2 separate regions of the Ovis aries genome follow, and region 1 is linked to region 2. A link is a contact called in public Hi-C data. All regions are on one chromosome and are shown on one strand. The core of a region is the stretch at or near the end of the contact, and the rest is flanking DNA. Distances in the headings are between cores, read along the strand shown. Region 1 holds the start of EBF1 (EBF transcription factor 1). Region 2 overlaps EBF1 (EBF transcription factor 1).

Evidence for each region. Hi-C and Micro-C count contacts between places; a contact is called where the count stands out from the background.
Region 1: a Hi-C map of blood shows a contact between it and region 2, with 8 times the contacts expected there. The contact joins the promoter of EBF1 here to the enhancer-like site in region 2. A contact is called at or near these places in 15 of 16 Hi-C or Micro-C datasets (blood, hypothalamus, liver and 7 more).

The regions. Positions count from the first base shown.
Region 1 is chr5:68,273,436-68,280,642 of ARS-UI_Ramb_v3.0, reverse strand. EBF1 (EBF transcription factor 1) reads left to right here and starts at 5,121. Exons shown (of 16, transcript XM_012178874.5): 1 at 5,121-6,136. The coding sequence starts at 6,003. LOC121819668 (a long non-coding RNA gene) reads right to left here and starts at 4,947. Exons shown (of 3, transcript XR_009600725.1): 1 at 4,627-4,947.
Region 2 is chr5:67,867,542-67,874,646 of ARS-UI_Ramb_v3.0, reverse strand. EBF1 (EBF transcription factor 1) reads left to right here. Exons shown (of 16, transcript XM_012178874.5): 16 at 5,729-7,105. The coding sequence ends at 5,760. Among named protein-coding and RNA genes, the nearest start is that of EBF1, 400 kb to the left of the region's middle. Within about 2 kb of position 5,101, at least 2 of the 54 cell types and tissues checked have an H3K27ac peak or open chromatin away from gene starts, as enhancers often do.

The DNA of each region.
Region 1 (7,207 bases), core at 3,872-6,371, 410 kb before region 2:
TTCCTCCATTAAAGCACATCCGCAGATGTCCAGATTTCTGCCCTCTGAAGGGAGTCCCAGGCATCCCCACACAATCTTGTATTTAGTTTATTTCAATTAGGCAACTTTGTGTGCCCCTGGAGCTCTAAAATTTTAGCTAAATCTGGCGAGAAGCGGCTGACTGGAGCTCTCATAGCAAATGTGGCACAGTCAGGGCTGGAGCCGGCAGGACCCTAGCATGCCGTCACTGGCCACCCAGAGATGCTCGGACCTCGGCCGCGGGAATGTGCATACAGTTCGCATTTTCGCGCTTTTCAGAACCCTTTATCCTCCTCTCTACTGTCTGCCCTTAGGGTACATCTTGCGCCCACTGCTCCTTGGTCGTCTGGGATACCTACAGGCTTGAGAGCTAAAGGGATCTTTGAGCGATGGAGGGCAAGAACCAAGGCAAACGCTGCAGATGAACGAGGACGCTGGGTGAGTGGTTCGGATCCAATTTTCAGGGTACTGGCTCTGAGAAATTTCCACTCAGCGGCTTTATCGGCAGCGCAGCCCTGGACAAGTTGTTTCATTTAAATCACAGAGCATCAGTTTTCTCACCTGTAAAATAAAGGTGATTTTACCCACCTTCTTTGTCGGTTGTGGGAATTTAGTGAGTTTGTACCCATTAAACCTTCAACAAATGAGATCTCTTCTTACCTGGGGGCGCCCCAGGGGACCCAAGAGAGTCAGCAGGCTCGCCTGGGAAAGGTTTATTGAAACCCCGTGCCTCAAGCCCCCCTCCTAGGACCACTAAGCTTCCCACGCCAGAGTCTCAGCAGTGTTATTTGCCTGATTCCTACCTCCTAGTTCTCAGTGGGTGACTTTGTCCCTCTGTCCCTCTGTCCCTCAGTTTCCCTGGCTGTACTGTGCGGTGAAGCATGCTACCAGGGTCTGGAAGTGTCAGCCGGAATGGGTGAACAAACCGGGCTTTCTCTGTAGCCCTAGGGGTAGGAATCAGGGTTCACGGTCTGGGGAAATGGCCCCTTCTCTTTGCCGCTTGCCAGAGCACTGAGAACGAGGAGGAAGGACAGACGGATTTCCACTGAAACCACTGCCTCCTACTCCCATGCATTCCCCTAGGGCAGTGGGTAGAGGTCTTTAGGAGGGCAGGGTCACGTGCGATCAACCCTGCAGGCTTCTGGCTGCGGCTCTGGGGCCAGAGCGGAGTCGTGCACCACTCAGGTCCTCACTTTCCCAGGGTCTCGGGCTCCTACTTACTCCCAACCCTCCCCTCTTTCGGCGGAACCTTGGCCTCTGCGTGCGCGACTGCCGGAGACTCCAGGCTGAGGGTGGACCGCCTTTGGGGCCGGCTGCATGCGGCACGACTTGGTACCTTTGACCTTCGTCACCCCACCTTTCCCAGCATTTAAAGAGGCATCTTTCCCCCGGTTCACTCTGAGTGGGATCAGGCTAGCAGCAAAAGGCAGGGGGCATTACCCTGACAGGCAGCCCCTCCGGGCCGTGCACCTTCATAAGAGGGACTGAATGAGGGAATTTTCAAAGTGACAGGTCCCAAGTCTGGCCTCCTGGGGGCGGCCAAGCAGAGAAGATTCCCTCTTTCCCAGTGATGTCCCCCAAGTCCTAGTTCGGCTGTGTTTATCTTGTCTCTGCCCTTTTGGGGAGCGGGTGTGTTTCTGTTTGCATTCCCCAGAAGTTACTACGGCACTGATGCTCTTTTGGAAATGGAATTGATCTCTCTGTGCCCGGAAGTGTCTGGGGTAGCCAAGAGTGAGAAGGCATCAAAGTTTGGGGTGGGGAGGGGAGCTTGCTCACTGGGTCTGAGTTGCCCCCAGCTCAGGGAGAGCCTGGGGGCTGAGCAGCCTTGTTCACTGTTTGGAGCAACTGAGAGGGAGGATGTAGACCTCTGCCACCCAACCATCCCTTGGAAGAAACTCTGAGGGAAACTCCAGAGGAAATATCAAACCTTGCCAACGGCTCCATCCACATATAAAGTCGATCTGCTGTATATCTTCCTCATGTACATTTTCTTCATCCCTCACTTTCTTTCTCCCTAATTCTGTTGGTCTGGACATGGCCTGGAAAACTGCATTTCTAACAAAATTTCTCCTTCCCCCTTTTGATTAAGCTGATAAGCTGGGTTTGGGGATTGGCCTTATAAATTACCCTAAAGTCATACCACAAATATACTATAAAGCCTGGCAACGCTATACACACAAGTTTGTCTCTTCTCTCCACTGGAGATGTGGCTACAATGTAAAAAGGATGAAGACGGCCTCAGTACATATAGTTACCCTATACACACACGTTTTGCTTTTTGGAGGTGGTGCAAACCTTACGTGAGGAAAGACTGAAAAGCGTTTAAGACATTTTTCAAAGTTTAAACTTGCCAGTGGCTAGTTCAGTATTCACCAGAGGAAAGCTACAAAAAGCTACCAGTCTGCTGGCCTGGGTGTCATTTCCAGTTTTCTATCACCCTCTTTGTCTCTTTTCCACCTTCTCTTTAGCTTCCTTCCTACTTAAACAGTTATTACTGAGTGAGAAAGCACAAGCACACTCAGAAGGAAAGCTCCAGATACACTGTGCTTGATTAAAATAAAACACACTCACCATCCCAGATGAAACCTCTACTACCTCTGTACAAATGAACTTGGTCATATCAACTTTCCTGTCTCCTTTTATTAGTACTTTTTTTCTCCCAAGGCCTGGTAGATGTGGAGGTTGTCTTCCTCTTATGTAGTTCCTGGAGATTCTTGGCTCTCAGGCAGGAACTGGGCTGCCTGAATTTCTCTGGGCCAGTTTCTCTTTTGGATGAGGCAGCTTCAGGCCCCTTCACAAACACATCATTTGCAGAGTGTGTCTAGATTTGCTTGACCCCCCCCCCCCCCCCCCCCCCCCCCCCCCCCCCGCCACCCCAGCTCTAGAAATCCATCTGTTGAGTTACTTCCACTGATCCTGGTCCTCAGGGTGGTGGCTGTGTCTCTCCTTTCTCTGTCACCTTTGGCAGTGATCTGATCCCTCATTGTGTGTTCCTCATTACTGGGGTTTGTACCTCACCAGACTCCACTTGGAGTCCTGAACACCGTTTACTGGAGCATAAAATAGAGATTCAGGAAGTTAAAGAGAGGGATATCTCTGTCTTTTGCCAGTGCTATCTGGGACTCTTGGATGGGAGGGTGGCCTCTGCATCCTGGTCCCCCTTCTTTGAAGGATCCCTTTAGAGAAGGCAGGGCAGGAAAGAAGGCAGAGTGGGCAGAGAGGTCCAGGAAGGGGAAGGGGTTGGCTCTAGATACCCTTTGGGCCTAAACTTGGAGTTTTGAGACGTTTTCAGCAGTCCAGGTTTCAATTATACAGTTAAATACTGTAGAGATGGATGTCCAGCCTTCCATTTTGCCTCTTCACAGATCTATAATCCTTCCAGTGTTTCCACCAACATATCCCTCAGGAACATCTACTTAATGCCTGGTAGAAGGTGTGGGGATCCTGCTGGGTCAAATGGATCTCTTCAAGAGCATCTTGGAGGAAGTGGCATTAGTTATGGTACCAGGGAAAAAGCTCAGCACATTAAGTGGTCCAAGTTAAGTGGTATGAGAGTGGGCAGGCTTTGTGCACAAGAGATAAAGCAGTGTTGAAGACAGTGGCCATGTATCCTCAGGCCTGAAATAGTCTTTCAACTAGTCTGGAAGTGGCTCTCACTTTCCTGCACTGTGAAGAGCACAAACCATAACTTCTGCCTGTCTCCATTCCATTCAACATGGGCATATGTACTTTTCTATCAATGACCCCATGAGCTTCCTAAATCAAAGGGCCAAGAAAGGCAGGCAGAAAGGGGACCTGGATTTCTGGCAGAGAATTTCCCCGAAGGAGCCTTTAGCAGATTTGGCTGCAGTCAGGGAGTTCCTTTGAGAGCAATGAAACAGAAGTTCACCATGTGCTTATTAGAGGTTACAACCTGCTAAAAAATGATGGGGTGCATTACCCAGAAACATCTAGCTATTTCCTTTGCCAGCCACAACCATATATGTTGAAAGATCTGAGGTAGGGGACCATTTCTTCTTCCCTTCCTTCTTCCCTCTTTCCCTCCCTTCATTCCCTCCTTCTCCAGATCTTTCTTTCTGGACAGGTCGCAGAGGCAGAAGTTGGGGGAGGGTTTGTTCAAGCTCCAATTTTAACAGAAAGAACAAGGAAGAGAGAAACCCTACACCAAGTAACTCATCAGAGACGTTGTTTTTGCTTTGGTAGTTACACTAAGGGAAGAATCTATTTGGGGGGCGGAGATGAGAGGGTGGGGATTGAACGCCAGCAAAATTTTAAAACGCAGCCTGGCACATCTACAGTGAGAGCATTCGTTCCACCGTTTACCTATCCATCCCGCAGAATGCGCCAAAGAAGTGAGCACGTGAGGCCAGTGCCTAACGCCGGCTGTCTCCAGGCAAGCGGCCCAGCGAGAAGTGTTTCAGAGACTTGACTAGAGGCAAAGCCCGGTCCACCTCTCTCTGGGGATCCACAGCGCTTCCCTTGCCCCGGCCCAGGGTCCACCCCTCTCTCCCAACGTGGAGGCAGTGCCCTCCGCGAGCTCCCAGCGCCGACCTCGCGCACCCATTTTTCCAACCCACCACCCCCTCCTCAAAGCGAAGAGGTGGGCACCTGGGATGCGCGTCCTGCTTTCTCTGCCCGAGCTCTCCCGTCTCCTCCACTTTTGCCCCCGACGTCCCAGAACAGCGGAGCAGGACACGACCCTGGGAGGGCGAAGCCTGTGCGCCTCGAGCGCGCTCAGAGCGCGGCGAGGATGCTAAGCGGACTGCAATGGCCAGGATGCAGACCCCAGCTCAAATCCCTGAGAAGAATATCCTCCTCCCCTTCCTTCTGTCTCCCTTCTGCCCGGCACTTCCCAGCTCAGCCCCGCTCCTCTGCAGCTCGGACGCGGGTACTCAACGATCCTTCGCTCGCCACTTTGCAAATAACTTTGGCCGGCTCCCCTGCGCCACCCGGTGAGGGATGTTAATGAGGGAGCGTGGCCCTGCGCTGAGAGCCCGGAGGCTCCGGGGCCGCGATTGGCTACGGCGAGGCGGAAGGATGACGTTATGCAAATGAAGGGGCGGGCCCTTGTGGCGCGGGCCCCGCCTCCTCCCTTTGGGGTTAGTGTGCTTGTGTTTAGCTCTGGGGAGAGTCAAACTGGATTCCATAGGGAAAGCCTGCAAATCACTTCTATTTTAGCAAGGAGAAAACAGAATCTCTATCTAGCAGGGTCCACCTCTCTCTCTCTCTCCCTCTCCTCTCCTCTCCTTTCCTCTTTCTGTCTTTCCCTACCCCCTCCCCCTTCCCCCCACCCTACTCTCCCTCTCTGGTGTATCTGTCTACGGCAACCAGCGTCCTCCTCATCTATACACGCTGAAAGGAAAGAAACATCTTTGGTTGGGAGAGAAGGAGGAAAAAAAAAGAGAGAGAGAGAGAGGAAAAACTTGCCTGGTTGTGGAAAATGACACTTGAAGTAGCAAAGCCGGCAGCGCGAGTTGAGTCTATTGTTTCTTAAATTGCCATCAGGGTTTTTTTTTTTTTTTTTTTTTTCTTCCTGCTTCTTCAAGTGAACGGTACCTCTACAAAAGGAAACTCCAGCCCCTCCTGTCCTTCACCGGCCTGTGATCATTACAAAAAAAAAAAAAAAAAAAAGCAAAAAAAAAAAAAAAGCAAAAAAAAGCACCCAAACCAAAAATTAACCAACCAAACAACCCCCAACAGCCAAGCACACATCTCTATTTTTTTTATTTTGGTCTTTTTGTTGGATTTTCCCTTCCTTTTCTCTCTCTCTCTCTCTCTCTCTCTTTTTGGGGGTTATCGCTCAATTTTGAGAGAAGGTTTACATTTTTTTAAAAATTTGCTTTCCAGCCCGCCTTGATCTAGCGCGAGTTCATCGACTCAAAAAAAAAAAAAAAAAATCTCTGGCTGGCGTTTTCTTTGCCTTTTTTTTTTTTTTTTCAAATTTTCAAGGGGGAGGAGATTTTCCACAAGAAAAGGTTGTTTTCATGTTTGGGATTCAGGAAAGCATCCAACGGAGTGGAAGCAGCATGAAGGAAGAGCCGCTGGGCAGCGGCATGAACGCGGTGCGGACGTGGATGCAGGGCGCCGGGGTGCTGGACGCCAACACGGCGGCGCAGAGGTGGGTACCGCTGGGGGACCGCGGCCGGGGAGGCAAGCCGCGAGCAGCAAAGCCGGGCGGCGGTAGCGGCAGTGGCCGCCGCGGGGTCGAGCCGCGCTCTAGCGTCTACGGCTGGGCTCTGCTAGCCTCCGGGGCTCCGCGCTCCCCGGCCGCCAGGTCTTGGTTGCCTGCGGCCGAAGAGCCAGGAGCTGCCTGCGAGGAGCCCACGATTTACCGGCACTTTACCCTGCCTGGTCTGTGACTGTTTTCATTTTGTTTTAAGCCAGAAGAGGCTCTCACCAGCGTGATGTTGGATATCTGTGTTTTTCTGTGATTGCTATTTCTTTTCTGGCCGGCTGTCTTTTCTTTCTTTCCTTTCATTTTTTTCCGCTTTTCTGTCATTTATTTGCCTTTTTTCATTTCTTTGCTTCTTCTTTGCTTTCTCTTCCTCTTTCTTCCTTTCCTTCCTCCTCTTTTTCTTTCTTTTTACCCTTTTCTCTCACTTGAAAACTTTCTTTCCTTCTCCTTCCTTTCCTGCTCCCTCTCTTCCTCCCTTTCTTTTCTTTCTTCCTCCTTTCCTTTCTTCACTTCCTTTCTTTCCCCCTTTCTTCTCCTTCCTTCTTTTCCTTCTTTCCTGCCTCTTCTTTCTTCACTTTCTCCCTCTTTCCTCTTTTCCCCTTCTCTTAACTCCTTTTCTCTTTACATTTCCCCCTAGAATCATCTTATTTCTCCTCTGATGCTCCTTTCCTCTTTGTAGTTTTCAGTTTTTCTTGGTCCACCCGGAGAAGAGCAACTCCTAACTTTAATTCTGACATCTTCTGAAAGTCTTCCCGACAGTCTGTAACTATGGCCCCTTCTAAGCCCCTCTGCCACTCTCAGCTCCTGGGATGCTCGGTTGTATGGCCTGGAGGCACTGCTCCAGGAGACTGACCTGGGGGAACTTTCCCCGGGCACCCTCTGTGCCCTTTCTGGGGACTCCTGGTCCCAACTGAGAAATGGTCCCCCCTTTTTTCAGGCCACCATTTGGGCTTGGGAGAGTGGGAGATATGGTGGCCCAAGACTCTATCCCGCCCAGAAAGAGCGGAAGGGGAA
Region 2 (7,105 bases), core at 3,852-6,351:
GACTGACCTCATCTTCAGCTTTCTAAATTCCACTTCTATTGAAAATTTTAAAGACATGTAGGCTAGAGAATTGAGAATCTCGGAAGTTGTGGTATTCTCCTCCTCGTTGTCATTGTTACAGTAACAGCTGTTTCATTTTGACCCACCTTGTTTAGAATTGTGATTATTAAGACAGGGCAAGTGAGAGGAAGAGTTGGTTAAGCAAATTGACCATATAAGCAAGATTAGAGGTGACACAGTTAGGCTGCTTAAGTGTTTTAAAGGTCTATTTACCTCCAACTACCACTCTGCTAATTGTCCATCATTCTTTTTTTTTTTAACCAACAACTCCTTAGAGATCCGTTTCCGTAGCAGCCCTTTCTCAGCCTCCGCTCGAGACAGCACACATTTATTCCTCAACAGATACACACTGTGGTCTCATGATGGTGATGACAATGGTCAGAGGCACCAATGTGGGAGGGCTTCTTCCCAGCCTGTCGTCTTCACCGTCTCATGTGTTCCTTCCAACCAGCCTTAGATATAGGCTGTTTATTGTCCCCATTATACAGATGCAGAAAGTGAGAGCTGAGAAGGCTTATCCAGAGTTATAGGACTAGCACATCAGGGGAGACTGGGGTTAAGTCCCAGCCCAACTGACTATTATGTAAGTATGAAAGTGTTGGTTGCTCTGTCGTGTCTGACTCTCAGCAACCCCATGGCTCCTCTGTCCATGGGATTCTCCTGGCAAGAATAGTCGAGTGGGTTGCCATGCCCTCTTCCAGGGGGTCTTACCAACCCAGGGATTGAACTTGTGTCTCCTGCAACTTCTGCATTGCAGGTGGATTCTTTACTGTCTGAGCCACCAGGAAAGCCGCAAAATAAGCCCCTATGTTAAACTAAATGGTCATATTCAAGCCACTGGGCAACCAGCTGTGGAAGTTCAGATGAGGGAAAGATTAGGGAGAATTCAGACCAGCCTTATGGAGAAGGTTGACTTTGAACTGGACCTTGGATGAGGGGCAAGTAGGATTCAGGCCCAGGGAGATGAGGTGAGGGGGGAGGCATTTTAAGCAGAAGGTTTAAGGACAACCTGAGCCCGAGTCCTGTGTGGTAGCCACTAAGTCATGTACCCTCCTAGAGCACAGGTACCAAGAGGCAGGGAGAAAGGGTAACAAGGAAGTCCTTACCTGGGAGTCAGGAGCTCCATTCTTAGAATTTGCAGTTTCTTCTGTGACTCCAGTTGGTTTTCTCTCCCAGGTAGGTAAAACGTTTGACAATCTGCTATTTGCCTGAGACATCTGTAGGACAAACTCTTATCTCAGTATTTCTGGAGTCTCATAAGATGTTCTATTTAAAAAAAAGAAAGAAATGGTTATGGTCAAACAAACCTCGAAAATGGTGCTTACTATCTTGGAATCACAATGCCTGCAAGTTTAATTAAAGGCTCTAAGACACCCCGCAGCTAAACAGAAGAGTCTCCCTCTTAGTTCTCTGCACTTATTGGCCCATTAAGACCAGTGAACATCCTATGAAAAACTATGTAAAATTTAGACATATTTTGGATTTAAAGATAATAACACAGAGACATCTCCTTCCATTGTTATCAAATGTCATTGGTCAGTCCTGATCTTAGACTCCTCAAGTGTGTCTGTTTTCAGAGGCCAAGACTTGAGTTACCTTATATACTCAGTTACAGTCCTGGAGACATGCTTTCCCTTCTCCCAAAGCTGGGCCCTTGAAGCATGGATTCTATCTAATTGTGGGCCTCAAAGGATTTCATTCAGAGATAGGCAGCCCCCAGAATGCTGTCACCATGTCACTGGACCTGCCCCCAAGGTGGGGATTTTAAACCCTATGTTCCAGACAGTCTCCGAAGTGAAGAATTAAAAACAAAAGGCCAGAGTCATTTCACAGAAATCATACCCACATAGTACTACTTTTCTCCCCTTTCCCCACCTCGCTGGAGCGCAGGCTGGCCGGCCCCACCCAGCTCTCCACAGTCAGGTAGCGCATCTCCTGGAATTGTCTTCTGCTTGATGCTCATGTTGAGTTTGTGCAAGCTCGTCCCCTCGTCCTGTTCCCGATTAGCTCCGCATCCTTACACATGTGGTGGTTTGAGGAAGTTCACATTCCACCCTTTCATTCCAGATTTCTCCCAGCTCGGCAAAACTTTGCATTTTGTCTTTGTTCTTATCCAATCAAAAATTGCATTGCCACTGAAGCCAGTAGTTTTCTTGAGCTTCTGTCAGAGAACATGATCACCCAGCTGCCAGGGGGATGGCAGAGCCACTTCAGTCTTGTGATGCCCTGGCACACGTTACTCTCTGAGAGTGTGGGGGTATTGTGTCCTCATGGAAATCTTCATGAGCCCCACTTGGGCAAGTCCGTATGCCAGCAGCATTTCTGGAACATTCTAAGCCTCAAACACCCATCCATCTCACCCACATAAATAATCTTGAGGATTACGGCACAGACACAAGAAAAACAGCTCCTAACATCCCGGGAGCTTCCCCGCAGTCATGCAATGAGGTTTCTTTATTAAAAGGCCTCTTTAGAGTGCCTAAACCCAGAGGCCACAAACAGGACTCTTTGCCCAAAATTCACTCATCAATAAGGGTTCTGCATCTGGAGTTTAGGAAGTGATGGAAGAGATTTGGGGAGCAGTAACCCCCTGATGTTACGTGCAAAATTCTGGGTGTAAGCATCTCTGAGCCGCCTTCTTGGACAGAGGTTCCCTGGCTTCCATTAGACCCACAGAGGAGTCTGAGGACCAATGAAGGAGAGGGAGGGAAGTGGGGACAGACCACAGTCACCCCTAGACACCCCCAGACTGTATGTTTGTTTATTTGGCTTTGATTTTAACTTTTTGCTAACACATATAAACTGGGCTATTTTATGTTTTAGAGAATCCACCTCTCCACCTTCTCTGGAAGTAGTTCAGAACATGTGGTAGCTATGTGTAGGCATTCTCACGTGGCAGCAGTGAGTGCCACTCACGCTACAGAAGGCCTGACTCTGGCTGAGCCACCTCAGGCCCCACAGCGGGAACCTGGCTCACTTAGGATGCCAGCCTGGGCTCTTGACGTGCTGGAATTTTTAACCCCTGTGTCCCAGATTAAGAAACACTGTTAGCTCTGGACTGGCAGCATGTTAGTTAGCTTTGCTTTATAGCTTTTAATGTGGCTGTAATCAAAGTTTCATCTTACTGATTTAACACATTATTCGGGTATCAGAACACTGGGTAGGTTTTTGTTTTTGTTTTTAATTCTGGTCATCTAGAATTTTTTTTAAAACCTGATGTTTTTAAGGCCCCATTGATAAATTTTGACTGGGTCCACCGACCCAAATTAGCAGGAATTTTGTCCATTTTCCCTTTTGCTTTGTATCATATGGAAACTCCCTGGTGAGCAGGCTCTGCTCTAAGAGACTGCTGGGCACACAGACTAGATTTTGGTGGAAGGCATAAGTCACTTCTTTTGCCAGAGGTCTTAGCACTCCCTTGGGAAGGTCTGCCTTTTAGTAGAGGTGCCTGGACCTACCTTCAGCCTGGAAGAAAAGATCCTTAGGGAGGCAGTACCACGCTGAGCTCTCACTTTGCAAAGACCCTCTTTCCCAGTCCATCCTCCTTGCCTTTGGAGCTACAGCATCTTGAATTCTCAAGGCTTGGATTGAAATACCCAGCTTCCTGTATCAGTTGCAATCTAGGGCTCAGTTGCATCTTAGGGGCGCACTGCATTTCCAATGGATCCCAAATTGTTGGGAGTTTAAATTGGCCTGCATTTGGCAAGAGACACTTCCTGTTTCTAAGAAAAATGGCTTATGAGGACTTACAAAAAAGACTCTAGGAGCTTTTGGACTGCAGAATGGCTCTTGCAAAACAACATTTGGATGATTTACGTGTAAATGAATCAGAAACATGTGGATTAAATTTCCTTGTGAATACAGATGGGTTTAAAAATTAACGGAAAAAGTGTTTGGCAAAATGCTTTTTTAAAAATTGAATCGAAAATTTCAGGGGGTTGGGGAGGGGAAGCAGAGGCTTGTGGGGCCCACAGCACTCAGAGCCTCACCTGGCCTTCCCGTGTCTACTGAAGGCTTTGGGGCTCTCTTAAAAAAAGCCCATTCTTGCAGACATGAGAGCTGGGAAATTTAGAGGGTCACTTCCTAGATGCAGTCACCACTGACAAGGACATTAATTTAAATTTAGAATTGCCAACAAAAAGAAAGCAATGACTTCCTTTCTCCATCTGACAGGATGCTAAGCCATCGCTGAGAGCCAAAGATGGCTGCCTCTTGCTTCTAATGTAAGCACTGCTCTCATGTCCACCTAGTTCAAAGTTGCCATCCTGAACTCTGCACTTGTCCCTTTATTCCTTATACCCATCAAGTGAAGTGTTCCATGTTGGACAGTACCTAGTTGATATAACGAAACACAGCCCAGAAAAGTTCAGCAGTTTGCACTAGGTCACACAGCTAATTTAGCAGCAGAAGTTAATAGGAGCCTAACTCTATTAGGTCTTCACTAGGAGCTTATCCGGAGAAGGCAATGGCAACCCACTCCAGTACTCTTGCCTGGAAAATCCCATGGATGGAGGAGCCTGGTAGGCTGCAGTCCATGGGGTCGCACAGAGTCAGACACGACTGAAGCGACTTAGCAGCAGCAGCAGCAGGAGCTTATCAGAACTAAGCACTTCATATTGGTTGTTAACATTTAAATTTCCCACAACTCTTAACAGTATCACTGCCCTAGCAAATATACCCCATTCCTAGCCGAGGAGGCAGAGAGGTTCACGGATACAACTCTGGGTGGAAAAGGAAGTGGCAACCCACTCCTGTATTTTCTTGCCAGGAAAATCCCATGGACAGTGGAGCCTGGTGGGCTATAGTCCATGGGGTCGCAGAGTCAGACACAACTGAGCACGCAAGCAAGCAAGCACCTCTGGGGGACTTACTCAGCAAACGGAAAAGTGGAATGTAGGCCTGTGGGATTCCATGCTCTTTTAGTACAACTGTGTGAGGCCTCCCAACAATGCTTTCCAAGATGTTTAATTCTCCTATACAGCTTTCCCTTTGCCTAGGATCTCCTTCAGCTTTCCTAGGCTGAAGTTTTCTAGAGACATGGTCAGACCATTGCAGAAACCTTGACTGCAGCAGAGGTATAGGGGACACCCTCCCTCCTCATCCCCCAGGGAATGACATCTCCTGGAGCTGGCTGCTTCTCACCCCAGGCCTGAGGACTGAAGTGAAGGCACCCAAATCGCCACTCCAGTCCTCAGTGCTCAGCTCTCATGCTAATACAGGACACGGGCAGAGCCATGGTTTTTTGTCGCAATTGCTGGCTGTTGTGGTGGACCAGTTTTTCATTTTATATTTTGGAAGTGAAAGCAAGGGGAAAAAAGAGTGACAAACTGAAAATTCCCACTCTTTTGCAAGTGATGGGGCTCTAACTTTCCCAGCAGTATTCAAACTCTGACTTGCCAGTTATGTCTTAAAATTGAAATCAGATTTGGAGGGACGTTTAGGATCGTCTGTTAAAGACACATACACTCACTGATGACACTACATTCTTAATGAAGTACATGCATATTTTGTAATTAAAAATTCCTTCCAGGGAAGATGAGAAAGCTCATTTGTGGCTAATGTTCAACGAACATAGTGGTAATGTGGGTGTTTTTTCCCCTCATCTTTTTTCTCTTTCAGTAGGAAGTTTGGACACAAAAGCCACTGACTCTTGTCTTCTCTTTCACAGCAATATCTGGCATGATTGTTCCTCCCATGTGAAAGAATTGCCTTGAAGAATTTTATTAATGAAGAGGTTGGATTCTGCTACAGAGAGTAATGTGATACAAGTCCCAGAGTGGAACTTTTAACTCAGGCCTTTTTAAGAGGAATCACAATAACTGCAGATTTTTAAACAAACAATATCGCCGACCTTGCAAATACTGAAATTGGAAGGGATCTGCTAACGCAGGGTGTTGGTTACAGTTGTACCTCCCGCCTCCTTGGGGGGATATATTTATTCTGTGTTGATAAAAGCAAATCCACTTTTTCTTTCTCTCTCTCTTTTTTTTTTAAGCTTAACTCTGCAATCACTTGTCTTTTATAAACCGTAAAGCTGTATACAAGGGACACTATAAATAAGACTCCATGTTTTAATTTATGATGTTTTTAAAGCTGTGTAAAAGGAGAATGAAGTGGTGATATTTACAGAAAAGTTTAAAAAAAAAGAAAAAAAAAAAAAAAGCTTGTATGGGACAGAATAGGAATGCCAGTTAGATTTTTTAGGAAACTAAGGGTCGGCTTCTGCGCCTTAAAGCATATCAAGTGGTAGTTACTCGGACAGTGCATTTCCAGTATCTGACTTAACATGCCACCCTTCAGCAGTGCAAGCTTATTTCTCCCTTTCGTATTGTTGTCTTAAGTAACTGTGTAAATAAATGCAGCCTGGAAAGTTAACCAGTGATGTGAGTGATCACGTTTTCCCCTTCTACTCAAAATCCAGTGCCTCTAGACAGATGTTAAAACTGCATATTTAAACCTGATAGCACTCTCTCTTTTGCTTATGTCAACTTCTTATGAAGCCGATGGCCTCTCGAGAGCTTGGAGGCATACACACTGTGTGAGAATCTCCTTTGAAGACTGCATGGAACAGGGTCAGGCACAGAATTCCAAACTATTCCCTCCAGTTAGTTATCAAGTCAAAATCCCAGTAACATGCCACCATTTACAAGGTTAAAATTTACTCATCCTAAATGCTGACTTCATCCCAGTCCTCCAACACAGCAGATCTTTCAGATTTCCCATTCGAGATAGCGCCTCTATTGGTCGACCCTTACTATTTGTAACATAGTAGATTGAAACAACGGGTTAAGTGCTTTGGAATCAAGAATGAAAGGAAACTGGGAGAAAGGAGAAGAAGGTTGAGACCTCAAAACACAGTTTTCTGTTCGATGGGAATTATTGCTCTCATTATCTGGGAAGTGTTCTTACAATAGAAGGTAATGGTGAAGAGGCAGCAAAGCTCCGAGGATGCATTTGCCTGAGATTTTTTTCTTTGCTGTTGTGTTTTTGTATGTAGTTATAAATACTGTAGATTTTTTGTGATTTTTTGCCAAAGTTGTTGTTC